Regions from separate parts of the Zea mays genome. Here region 1 is linked to region 2. Evidence: chromatin contacts called from public Hi-C data. All regions are on one chromosome and are shown on one strand. Each heading gives the region's core, a stretch centred on a gene start, on an enhancer-like site or on the middle of the called end of the contact. The rest is flanking DNA. Distances are from core to core; before and after follow the strand shown. Region 1 holds the start of LOC100273738 (MYB transcription factor). Region 2 holds the start of LOC100283523.

Region 1 (6,808 bases), core at 1,202-3,701, 220 kb after region 2:
AATACTCGTATTTATTATTTTAATATTTGATGCGACATGGACTAATCTTTAGTTGGGAGGAACCAAACTTTAGTGGTGGAGATGCAGCGATGAATTTGCACCTGATTGAAAGCCAACATAAACAATGAATAAATCAATTTTTATTTTTTAAAACCACCCGTAATTTAACCTGCATAATAAGTCAATTTAAATTATTGATAGATCCTGCATCATATATTAATGGCCTTGGACCCAGCTCTGACACGTTGCAGTTGTACCCCATTCCCCAACTAAATTCCTATACATATAATGCAGCTGTTTGATTTCTAGTGAGAAGATGCTGTAGTTAAACGGGTATAACGAAGAAGAATGACATAATGGATGAAAAACGAAGAGGTAACAAACCCGCTATCCAACCGGTTTGTGGCACGAAATTGCCCGCACTTATCTTGCTTCCGTGGAGCACTTGCTGCCGCTGGTACGATGCGACGGCCTTGGCGAGGGCGCACGGCGCGGCTGCGGGCCTGCGGCCTAAGACTGCTGGGTGGTGGGCATGAGCGTGGGCGTGGGCATGGGCGGAAGAGAGAGCCGGTCGACCGAGACGAGACCGCGAGGACGCTGCTGTGGTGGCAGACGGGTACCAGTCGAGACTGGAGGATTGAGACTTGAGCGGGGCGAGGCTGCGGCTACGGAGCGGTGGCGCTGGCGTCTGCGTGTTTTTGTTTAATCTGCTGGCACCGCAGCCCGCCTCCGTCCTCCGCCTCACCATACCAGTAAGGCAGTACCTCCGCCTAGTGAAACTCTCTTCCCTCCCTCCCCACTGTCCACACTCCACACTTCTTGTCCTCTCCCCTACCTCTCGTCGACCGCGTGCCTGGCAAGGCTCTCATTTATCCATATGCTCGCCGCGCCGACTCGTGGGCGGTCTCGGTACCCAGAGCTTAGAGGTCGGACCTTTCAGACGCGGAACGTCGCGGGATTGAGTTCGACGCTTGAGGCAGTGATGGCGAGCGAGGACCTGCTGCCGCTGGGCGCAATGACTTGAGGGCACTGAGGTTGGTTCTTGGTTGTGGCTTGGGTGAGAGCGATGACGGCTGGCGCCTAGGATCTGGCAGGACGACTGCTATGGGCTGGCGCATGCGCCGCTGATTTGCCGAAGGCCGAAGCACGGCCACACGACCGTGTTGGTCGAGCAGAGCCTACGCCAGTGCCGACGACGATAGCTGAGGATGGAGTTATGTCGGTTTTTTCTGGAAGGATCCCGTATGGTATGACCGTGTCGCCGTAAATGAAACAGGCTCGTGAACGTTTGATGCATATGGTATGACTGACGAAGAAAGGGACGACGTGGACTAACGTGGAGAGAGTTTTGCTCCCACGGTTAATATATAGATTTTCAGTTTTGTTTTTCGGTTAATTCAGTTTTCTGAGGTCTAGAACCTAAATTATTTTGATGATTTTGGTTTTCTCAAACATAGAACCGAAATTTCTAAGGATTAATTCGGTTTCGGTTTATTTTGCATAGGCCTAAGCCTTGTAGTAGAAAAGACACACTCTCTATGTAAATATACTTATTCCATCTTTGAATAAATTGACTAGCAATTTTAGAACACGTTAGTATTGTTAGACAAAATATTATACTACTTTTTTTATCAAGTGGAGTAGTTACACAATGGTCGGTGGTTGTCCTGATATCATACTAATTATAACATTTGTTACACATATTTGCTTTTGCTTTTGGCTGGATTCTTGGGCTATTCGTTAGAGAGAGTAGGAAAAAAAGGATGGTGATCCAAGAAAGCCGACTAATCATAAAGATAGCAAGTGAAGTAATGAGTAGGTCGTTTGTGTGGTGTCCGAGAGACCGTCGTATTTCTGGTTGAAGGGTACTTTGGGTGCATGTCTGTAGTTGGCTGCCGCTCAAGTGCTTGAATATCATTTTGGTCATCTAGGTTTATCTGGCGTGTTAGCTTGTAGCTGCTCACTGGCCCGTCGCCGTTGTATATAAGCTCTGCTTAAAAACTATGGTTTCGCCTGGACTGATGTTAGTGGAGGATGATCCTTGCTTATCTAGCATGATAGTATGTAGGAGTTAGTTCCACTAGGTGCTCTTTTGGTGATGGGTTATATCTCATCGTTTCGGATTGTAATGTCATTTATCCTATTTCCTAATGAAATAGGGGCTCTGCCCCTTCATAAAAAAAATATTTAAACATTTAAGTGCAGAAACTCAATATTGGATTAGAGACGAAATGAATATAGTAGATGCAAGGAGATTTTTTCGAATAATCTAATAGACCATTACAAATCTAGATATTGATTTGTTCGTACTTGAGATATGAATCAATTTACTCAGAGAAACAGGGCTTCAAGCAGCACTGATAAAAAAGATTGTCCAGGAAAGAGAAACGATTGACCAGTGGGACCTACATGTCACCTTCGCCGAAATGAAGCAGCACTCCTCCGGAACATCGCTCTACCATCTAGCGGCAGAGACCAAAGTGCCCATCGCACCATGTCGGCCGCCGAAACCGCTGTTTCTCCGACGACGACGCCGCAGCCGCAGCTGCAATCGGATCCGAACGCCGCCGCCGACGCGGCCAGTTCCAATTCTCTCTGGGTGGCCGACGAGACGCAAACCCTAACCGAGGTCCTGCTCCAACCCCAACCAAACCACCTGTCGCCTCCTCCTTCTGGTGAAGGGGACGACGGGATCACTGCCTCCGGTGCTCCTGTTGGTGGGGACGCCGCGGCATCTGCTTCTGCTGCGGCGGCGGCTAACGCGACGATAGAAGAGCGGGTGAGGGGGCCGTGGTCCCCAGAGGAGGACGCGGTGCTGAGCAACCTCGTGGAGAAGTTCGGGGCGCGGAACTGGACGCTGATCGCGCGTGGCATCCCGGGCCGCTCCGGCAAGTCCTGCCGCCTGCGCTGGTGCAATCAGCTCGACCCCCAAGTCAAGCGCAAGCCTTTCACTGGTACCGCCCTTTTCAATCTTTACTTACATTGCTATTTTGAGCCCATGATAAATGTATCAAAACCTAAGCTTGGCCTCACATATGCAGTATCTATGTGATATGTTGATCTCTGGTTACCTATATGGATTTGATGCATTCTGTCATTCATGCGGATCTTATATGCGTATATGTCTTGCTTTTTTTTGTTACCTTTGGCTTTGGCTGCAGAAGAGGAGGACCGCATTATAATGGCAGCTCATGCTGTCCATGGGAACAAGTGGGCATCTATCGCAAAGCTTTTGGATGGGAGAACAGACAATGCCATCAAGAATCACTGGAATTCCACCCTGAGGCGTCGCTACTGCAATGATGGCCAATGCAAGCATGGTGGTTCTGTGGAGCGAAGTATCCCAAAGGTGTCCAGGGAAGTTTCAGAAGAACCTTGGCCTTTAAACGATCTTAATTCCTTCACCGCTATGGATGTAAAGGATGATCCTGTGCAAACAGCTCCAGATACTTCTCCTCGGGCAAGGCACATCACAGATCATTGTTCTATTACTCAAGTCGTTGATCCACCATACCTGTCCCGACCAGCGGCAAAGATTGGTGCTTTCAGACCATATTATCTAGGACACACGGAACCTACCCAACAAGAAATGCCAGGTGCTGTCGTCATGTTTGACTCAACTCATAAAGTCTCGACTCCTGAAAGCGAGGTATTCAAGTTTGTTGATCCTATATGCTTTGCTGCTGAGGTGCCAGACAAATGTGGGTATGGTTGCTGCGGTGCTCATGAGCAGCATCGTAAGAACTCATTGCTGGGTCCTGAGTTCAGTGAGTTTGAAGGTCATCCACCTGTTTTAAATATTAGCTTTGCTTCATTGGTATCAGAAATTAGCAGCATTGCCTGGATGAGAAGTGGTATGCAAAGCAGTGATTCCAGCAACTTGATGCAATCAATTCCACCAACCTGACAAAGTAGGAATCTTTTGTCAGTGGCGGATCCAGAAACAGATCAAATGAGGGGCTAAATTATGGATTGGGGAGGCTGGAGATGGCTGCAATGCGAATGAATGGAACCACCATGTAAATAATGTGCGAATTACAAACGCGTGTGGGTTGCTGTGTGCCGTGCACATGGGTGATGAACTGATGGACCTGCATTGTGCTGTTATGCGCCTGCATCTTGTAATCGTGGGCCTTCTTCGTATTACTATGCTGAAATCACTACATGGTACTAAGTGTTACTTAGGCTGCTGGACCGGGGCTGCAGCCCCGCCAGCCCTGGTCCTGGATCCACCCCTGCTTATGAACTTGCATGCTGGAGTATTCTGTAGTTGTTTGCTATATTCAGACATAGTGATGTCAGGTCATTAATTACAATCCTGGGGCTCACTGTCAATAGGTGACGATGCATTTTCTTTTGCAAGCATTAATTTATATTTATTTCGGTGTTTCCACCTTAATATAATTCTATGTTAGCCTAAAGTAGATATTGTACTGTACCGTGTGTAGCTGTGCTGCTTAAGGTATTGGCCGTGTTTATTTCATTGTAGAAAAACACATGCTATCTATTTGATGTTTGTAGTTGTCTTCAGTTCATCACAGGCATTGACGTAAAAGAAGCCTCTAAAATATAGACTTGTTGTCTAAGGAACCATATCTTTGAAAACAAAATTAGGAGATCCATGCTTAGCACGTTTGGTGGAAGCAGTCGGGGAACAGTCCACCTGTGGGTTTTGATCGCTGGTGCCCGAAATCAGGTAGTGTAAAAGATCCACGGTCCCTTTCTAAAAACAGAGATTATTTGCTAATTTATGGCTGTTATACTTTGCTGACGATCGAGCTGTGCTGCTGCAGATAAAGTAGTAACTGAATAATGTTTTGATAATGCTCTTCCTGTGATGTCTGCTTCTGCAATCAGTTTGTTCCTCAAGTCATTTCCATGCTGTTTTATTGCTTGTTTGTTACTTTCTTCACCGGGTCATGATTATCTAGATAGCTTATGCATGGTAATTCAAGTTTTCATACAACATATGACTTACTTTTCCTTATAACAGCATATGGTTTACTCGAATGTGTTTTATGGATTCTCGTACAGATTGTCTTTTATATTAGTTCTGTCTATCATTTGTGATAGTGTGATACACACTATAGTTTAAGGCAACGACAAATCTCGCAATGCCATTTGTGTAATCCACAATTCCACATGCCTTCTGAATTAGAAACATATTATGCTATTGTCAATGAAGATATGTTCTGTTCCTTCACTTAGTATCTGATGTAGCTATACATGCTATTCACACCTTTTTAGTGGCATTTTGTTTGGTATAGCTTACGATTACCTAATCCTGAAAGGTGATATGGAAAAATAGCTCTTGAGATATTTTAATATATGCATTCACATGCCTCCAAGTTCATTTTTTGTTTGTCAAAAAGTATAACTTGTTATATATGTTTATGTAATGTTTGGCATCTTTTCACAACATTGCTGAATTTGTGTTACTTAATCCATGACTATACTCAGTCACAATTGGTGATTCTGAGAGTATGTGCGTGTTTTTTTTGCGGTGGGGCAGGATCTCTAGTGGCTCTTTTTCTTTGCCTTTTTGGTGAACATGACGTTCTGTTTACCTTCTAGCTGGGTTATGTTCACTAAAGAAAATCTGGCTTCGATGCTATATGCTTCAGGACATGTGCGAGTTTCTTCGCTTTGCACTTTGCTTTCTCTGGAAATAAAAATGTTGCCTTTTGTTTTCTCATACCTTGGAACAAAATAAGCAGATTGCCTTTTCTATGCACTCATGACCCATAGCATCATTTCTTATCCAGCACTATTATCGCTGTATTTGCATTGATTCAGAGTATCATGTTAAATCATGCATTCTGTTATCTCCTGATGCCATAAAGTTAGCGAGCATTCCATATTCTACAAAGTTATTTTAATGGTGATCTTATACGAGTATATGCTATCTCCGTCTCAAAAAAAGAAAACAATTCTAGATGTGAACCAAGTCAGGTTTTGTTAAGTTTGACTAAGTTTATAGAAAACAATATCAATATTTATGTATTCAAATAGTTTTACTATGAAAACATATTCTATGATTAACTAATCATATTTATTCATCATCATAGCTATTAGTACTTTTTGTATGTATTTGGTCAAACTTAAAATTGTCTGATTCACTAATGATATCTTTTTTATATAGATTTGGGCAAACGTAAGATTGTTTGACTCCTTGAAAAAAAAGAGAGAATTGCACTTTTTTAGGACGGAGGGAATAAATCCTAAACGATAGGGGTGGCAGCTACTGTAGTTTGATCCTCTTTTATGTTCCTTCACAAATTATCTTTTCCAGAGATCAGATTTCTCTGTGTCAACATTGCTTGTGCTGTCTGTCTTCGTAGCTGAGGCCTCTGAAAAAGCAGGATTCCTGTCTTCGTAGCTCCTAATAACGCTTGCTGCAGACAGCCAGGAACACGACTCTCGTCGTTATCAGGTTGAAGTGCTCTTTTTCAGTGAAATATAATGAAATGCTCTGGTTGTCTGTGCGTGGTAATTGGTTAGAGCAATCATGTTTGGTTGGTTGCTGATTAGCCCTGCTTTGATTAGGCAGCATATATTCTGCTTTGTAATTACTAGAATAGATCAAAAAATCGTCCTGCTTTTGAAGGAGTAGTCTTGCTTTCAAGTTTCAATGCGTCTGCCGCAAGGGTTTGGGTCCTGAGTTCCTGACTAGTGAATGTGTCATGTACTGCAAGACTGCTCTTTGGCCTTTGCTAACGCCGCCTGAGTTTTGTCAATTTCTTTAACTTTTACATGTCTGCGTTCATCAGGTGGAGGTCAGTTTAGGCACAATGTTCCTTCAACCTTT
Region 2 (6,300 bases), core at 2,332-4,831:
TTCCAAGTTCATCTCATGTACTCTTATTGCCTTTGTATTCTTATTGAAGATTTTGGTGAGGCAATAGGGTTCTAGGGCCAAGATTGATCCCGTTTTGGTGCTTGATGCCAAAGGGAGAGAAAATAAAGGCCAAAGCAATAAATGGATCAGCTACCACTTGAGAGATTTTGAAAATAGTAGAATAGAGCTGTTGGTTTGTCAAAACTCTTTTAGTGTCTCTTGAGAGATTTTGAAAATAGTAGAATAGAGCTGTTGGTTTGTCAAAACTCTTTTAGTGTCTCCCTTGTCAAAAGTTGGCTTCTTGTGGGGAGAAGTGTTGATTATGGGAAAAAGGGGAGTTTTTAAAATCTTGAATCAATTTCTCTTGGAATGACTCTCTTTATGTCTTAACATGTGTGTTTGACTTAGAGATAGAAATTTGGGTTTGATTTGCAAAAACAAACCAAGTGGTGGCAAAGAGTGATCCATATATGTCAAATTTGAATAAAAACAATTTGAGTTCTTATTTGAATTAATTTTGTATTTGTTCTACTTGCTTTATATTGTGTTGGCATAAATCACCAAAAAGGGGGAGATTGAAAGGGAAATGTGCCCTTGGGCCATTTCTAAGTATTTTGGTGATTTAGTGTCCAACACAAGTGCCTAAGTGAAAAATGGTGGACAAAGTACAAATCAAGGATAAAGGTATGTTTATCAGACTTAGTACATTGTTTTAGAGACTAATGTATTGTGTCTAAGTGCTGGAAACAGGAAAAATCAAACTGGAACTGTCTTGGCTCGAGCAGCCAAGACTCTGCTCAGTCTAGGAGCACCGGACTGTCCGGTGGTGCACCGGACAATGTCCGGTGCGCCAGGCTGGCTCGAGCGAACTGGCCGCTCTCGGGAATTCACCGGCGACGTGCGGCTATAATTCACCGGACTGTCCGGTGAGCCAACGGTCGGCCGCGCAATCTACGCGGGACACGTGGCCGAGCCAACGGCTAGAAGGGGGCACCGGACATGTCCGGTGCGCCAACGGCTCTCTGGCTGCCAACGGTCGGCTGCGCCATTTAAGGAAAGAAATCGGGCACCGGACAGTGTCCGGTGTGCACCGGACTGTCCGGTGCGCCAGACGACAGAAGACAAGATTTGCCTTCCCAGATTGCTCTCAACGGCTCCTAGCTGCCTTGGGGCTATAAAAGGGACCCCTAGGCGCATGGAGGAGAACACCAAGCATCCTTTGAGCACTATTGATCACTCACACATCATTCTTGCGCACTTGTTCGACATTCTAGTGATTTGAGATCCGTTCTAGTGTGCTAGCCATTTGAGCTTAAGTCTGGGTTCTGTGTGTGCGTATTTACTGTGATCTTAGTGTCTTGTATGAGTTGCTAATCCCTCCCTTACTCCGTGCTTCTTTGCGAACTTCAAGTGTAAGGGCGAGAGGCTCCAAGTTGTGGAGATTCCTCGCAAACGGGATTAAGAAAAGCAAAGCAAAACACCGTGGTATTCAAGTAGGTCTTTGGACCACTTGAGAGGGGTTGATTGCAACCCTCGTCCGTTGGGACGCCACAACGTGGAGTAGGCAAGCGTTGGTCTTGGCCGAACCACGGGATAAACCACTGTGCCATCTCTGTGATTGATCTCTTGTGGTTATTGTGTTTTGTTGAGACTTCTCTATAGCCACTTGGCTATTATTGTGCTAACGCCTAACAAAGTTTTTGTGGCTTAAGTTTAAAGTTTTATAGGATCACCTATTCACCCCCCCTCTAGGTGCTCTCACACCACCATGACCATTCTGCGTCCTCCACGTGCCCCTACAACCGGCTGCCAGAGGGCGCCGGAGTAGCAGCACTTTAGGGACCAGTGGAGCAGCAAAGAGGTGACGACGTGGCGAAGCAGTAGAGGCGACAGCGCGATGGCGAGACGGAGAACGCGAGGCGTGCGCAGGCGGAGGGTGACTGACTGGGTGAGAAAGCGAACACAAGTCGTATCCAATGCAATGAAATGAAAAATCGCATCCGCGAGCAGTTCCACGCGTCGTGCGACGAATGGCGCGGAGTCCGCCAAACGCGGACAGAGCTTCAAAAGGGTCAAGTTTTAATAAATCCGATGAATAAACTCATGCCCAATTTCGATGAATTAGATGAAAGAATGTTTTGTGCTCCCGTTATTACTTTTCTTCATGATGCATATACTAGCTGATCGTCTTCGACTGCATTTACTTGGTGACTGCACTGGTCGTGAGTGTACAATACCTATTATGCTGATGTGAAAAAATGATTGTATAAATTGTTTACTAAATATCAGAATAAGTTTGGTGCAGGTCCAGGCTTATTCGATCCACACAGGTAAAAAAACAAGCATGGGGAAGAACATTTGGAGACCGAAGTTCAGGTGTTGTTGGTCCCCCTGTCTCTACCCCTTATGCTTCATTTTCCTCCGCTGTTTGTGAGCTCTCACCCTACTTAGACAGTGACAATATCATTTCTTATGAGGATGATTTTGATATATTTGTGGCGTGATCACAAGCTAACTTATCCAATCATGTCCATAATGGTAAGAGATATCATGTCTGTTCATGTGTCTGTTGTCTCTTCATAGTCTTGTTTCAGCTTGATGGACAATATAATTGAGGAATGGCGACGACACTTGTTGCGTTAGAATGTTGAGATACTAACTTGCTTAAAAGATTAGGAGTTAGGAGAAAAGAGAGAGCAACATGTTGTTGACAACTCAGAGCTTGAGGACTCATTTTAGAACTTGTTCCTTGATGAAAATGAATTGCTGGTAACAGTGGAACTGCTTGTGGTGGTTCTGGTTCTGCTACTTAGGGACTGTGTGATAGTTCTAGTTCTGGTACTTACTACTTAATGCGGGTGCTTATTCTGGTCTGTGCATGTGCTTTTGTGAAGTTGAGAGACAGAGATTGAGTGAGAGTGACTGGATAATTTTGGTATGTACTTTTGGGTTTTAACAAATTTGAACACTGGTTTGTAGGACTTAATTATGAACTGGCTGCACTCTTTTTTCCAATGGAGTGGGGGACCTAGAAATGTTCAAAAGCCTGGGCATTTGCTTTGCAAGCTAGACCTTGGCAATTTTTACCACGTCAACCTGTATTTTGCTCTTGAATACGTGTACTTATCCAGAACATACGATAGAGGAGCCCGAACAGCTGGGCTTGAGTCCGTCACTGTTTTTTTCCTTTCTAGAGTTTCTCATGAGTGAGTTTTACCTAATAAGATTTTAATAAGATAATATTGCACAAAACAACTTATTTATCATATTTTATCATATCTGTTGTGTATTGAACTATAGTTTTACCATAATTTGGAGGTCTTGAATTTTTTGTCGGGCTAAAGATTGACCTGGCCCTTTTTTTTTTGCCGTGCTTAGTGGGCCGATGCACGAACCAGCCTGTAGAGCTGTGCCAGGGACGAAGGCTGGACCACGTAAGGACGCCTATGAAGCCCTGCGTGCCGTGTCGGACCGGCCTGTTGGCCATCAGGCATTTTTGATAGTTTTGAGAGTCCGCGTCACCACCGAGACGGACACGACACGACACGACCCACGCAAAAAGCACCCACACAGGTAGTCAGGCACACAGCTCCTCTGCGTTACCTTTCCCCGTCGGCCGGTTTCATTTACCTCCTCAATCCTGGCTTGAATCTGTGACCCGTCGAGGCGGCGAAGGGCCGAATCGCACCGCACTGTAGGGAGAAGCTTCTGCAAGGTTTTGGAGCGGGCGATGGAGGCGGCGAGCAACGGCGGGCTTCTCTACCACGAGGTGCAGGAAGGGAAGCTCTGCGCCGTGCACTGCGTCAACACCGCCCTGCAGGGCCCCTTCTTCTCCGAGTTCGACCTCGCCGCGCTCGCCGCCGACCTCGACCAGCGGGAGCGCCTGGTGATGCTCGAGGGCTCCCGAAGCCCCGGTGCGGGCAACGCTGCTGCAGGGGATTTCTTCGCCGAGGGCGAGGGATCTCACAACGTCTCCCTTGGCGGCGATTTCAGCATCCAGGTTAGTCCAGACCCTCCAGGTCTAGGCTTCATGAAAAATTATCCATTTAGGTTTCTTGGGCTCGGTTAGATCGACCAATGCGTAGATCATATCTTCCGTGGGCACGGTTACGAGTTGGTTGTCTGTTAAGGTCTCTGCCTAGAATTTAGGGGATTTTTGCTCGAGCATTGCTGCTTGGAGATCGTCGATTGCCTTCTAGTCTAGTCGAAGATTCTAGGTTAAATGTGGCGGTATATACTTCAATAGGATGGATTTGCTACAAATTAGCAGGGTTTAGCCTACATATAGAAGAAAAGAAAATTAGGTAGTTAATGCGTCATCCCAGTCATGTGAAGGAATACTTATCAAGTGATTGCATGATTAGAGACTCTCTCCTTGAACATAGATGATGCAATCATATTCCAATCCTAATGGTACTTAGGCAACTTCCTGCGTTCAAAAGCGTGCTCTGCTAGGTGTTAAAGGGGTTTCTGATGGATAAATAATACTAAAATTTGCAAGATTCTCTACAGGTGATTTGATATAGGATTGTACCTTTTTCTGCATTACTGAAAAGTTCAGATGTAGTTGTTTTCTGCAAAGTTATAGACCACACGTGTGCATTTAATAATCAACTAGGGATAAATGATTAACGGAAAGCCTTGTATGAACAACAGCAAACGTCTTCACAGCGGTTTGTGTCAATTTATGTTATGTACCTGGCCTGCACCAATGCATGTGCTTGCATGCTGCGGTAACGTATTCTATTGTCGTTACACTGTCAAAAATATATGATCAATGTACGTATTCAATAGTTTATCTGGCTAACATAGCTTGATTTTTGTCGTGTACTGAATTGCTGACATTAACAATGAATTCAGTTTCTTACAGTTTATGACAATTGACTGTAGTTGTTCTTTAATTTGAATTGGGAATATGATCAAGCTTGATAGCCATGTAAAGGTTAGCAGTTCTAAGGTTTTAAATGCTATTTCTAAATTTAAGCTGCTCCATAAACAATTCTCGAAAGAAAAGTCGATGGACATCTGATTTTTGAAAAGTTTCACAAGTCACTAAAATCCAGATGATTGCATAGCCATCAGTGTTAGCAGATACCCATTTAGCCACGCCCTTTCTTTTTTTGGCCAGGTTGGATTCCGACACCCAGCATTGAGATTCCAAGTGGTATTTGACGTGTTCCCAATAATTTGCCAAATTGGACACTGGCAGACACTACTATTCTGCAATGGGGAAATATGATATGTATCTGTGCTTTGAATCTGTTGTAAATTCACGTATAACAATATACATATACACATGTTTTTTAATTCAGATAATTACATTAAGACAAATTTTTGTAATGACGTGGATGAAATAAATATGATGTACGTTTCTGAGCCAATCAATCCATGCTGTGACTTAAATAGGGACAGATGGAAACTATGAAGGAAAAGAATGATGCTGTAGATAAAACCCATACCTGTCAGTCATAAAACAATGAATTTGAGCACAAATAGCGGTGAATGCCGACTGTTTTGGATGTTGCTGATATTATGATGTTTCACACATTTTTATATTTATAGTCGTTTGTGCATGTCTCCATAAAGTTTTTAATTTGACACCAATTTTCTGTGAATATGCTTTAATGCTATCCTGATATGCCACTTTGCAATATGGAGGCACTCCAGTTCTTTTAAAGTTTTCTCCTTCAGCCTTCAGAATGTATAGAAGGGTCGCCGAACTTATGCAGGAATTAGCTATTTCCCTTTTTTCTTTGAATCATGTTCATCTTTGCATTAGCACTTTCTATTTTATCAGCCATTATATGGAGCAATTAGCTATTTCCTCTTTTTCTTCATTGAACCATGTTCATCTTTGCATTTTATAACTGCAGTGTCCTGGTCAGATCCTCTGATTATCACTTTACACATTTGGATGTGAAATGGGGGAAAGATGATTATGAATTCATTAAGTTTTCGTTTCTAACCCAAAGCTGCGATATTTTAGTCATGGGTCCTGGCACACTCGTAGAGTCATGGAATGGGTAAATATTTGCAGTACATTTTTTAAGAAGGTGCACATTAGGCTGTGTCCAGCAGATTGTGCATATGGTCGTGCAAAACACTATTATCTACTGTTTGTAGAGTGAATTTTGAAATAGGAGGCAAGGTAGGGTATGAGATAGGAGTGCTGCTGGAGATAGCCAATCTGAAATTGGACAGATGGGATGTGGTTATGCGGTGAAATACACAAATTGTGATTCTTCACTTTGTTTGTCTCAGTCTTTATACTACATTTGATATGAAAGCATCATCTATGCA

The links. A called contact is a pair of places that touch in the nucleus more often than the background predicts.
Region 1: a contact with region 2 is called in a Hi-C map of leaf, with 5 times the contacts expected there. The contact joins the promoter of LOC100273738 here to the promoter of LOC100283523 in region 2. A contact is called at or near these places in 7 of 25 Hi-C or Micro-C datasets (bundle sheath, ear, leaf and 2 more) and 1 of 3 datasets of contacts at active chromatin or transcription factors (seedling).

What each region holds. Positions count from the first base shown.
Region 1 is chr8:174,519,346-174,526,153 of Zm-B73-REFERENCE-NAM-5.0, forward strand. It overlaps LOC100273738 (MYB transcription factor), which reads left to right and starts at 2,452. Exons shown (of 2, transcript NM_001148147.2): 1 at 2,452-2,954; 2 at 3,162-4,534. The coding sequence starts at 2,495. The coding sequence ends at 3,907.
Region 2 is chr8:174,299,943-174,306,242 of Zm-B73-REFERENCE-NAM-5.0, forward strand. It overlaps LOC100283523, which reads left to right and starts at 3,582. Exons shown (of 2, transcript NM_001156423.2): 1 at 3,582-4,000. The coding sequence starts at 3,731.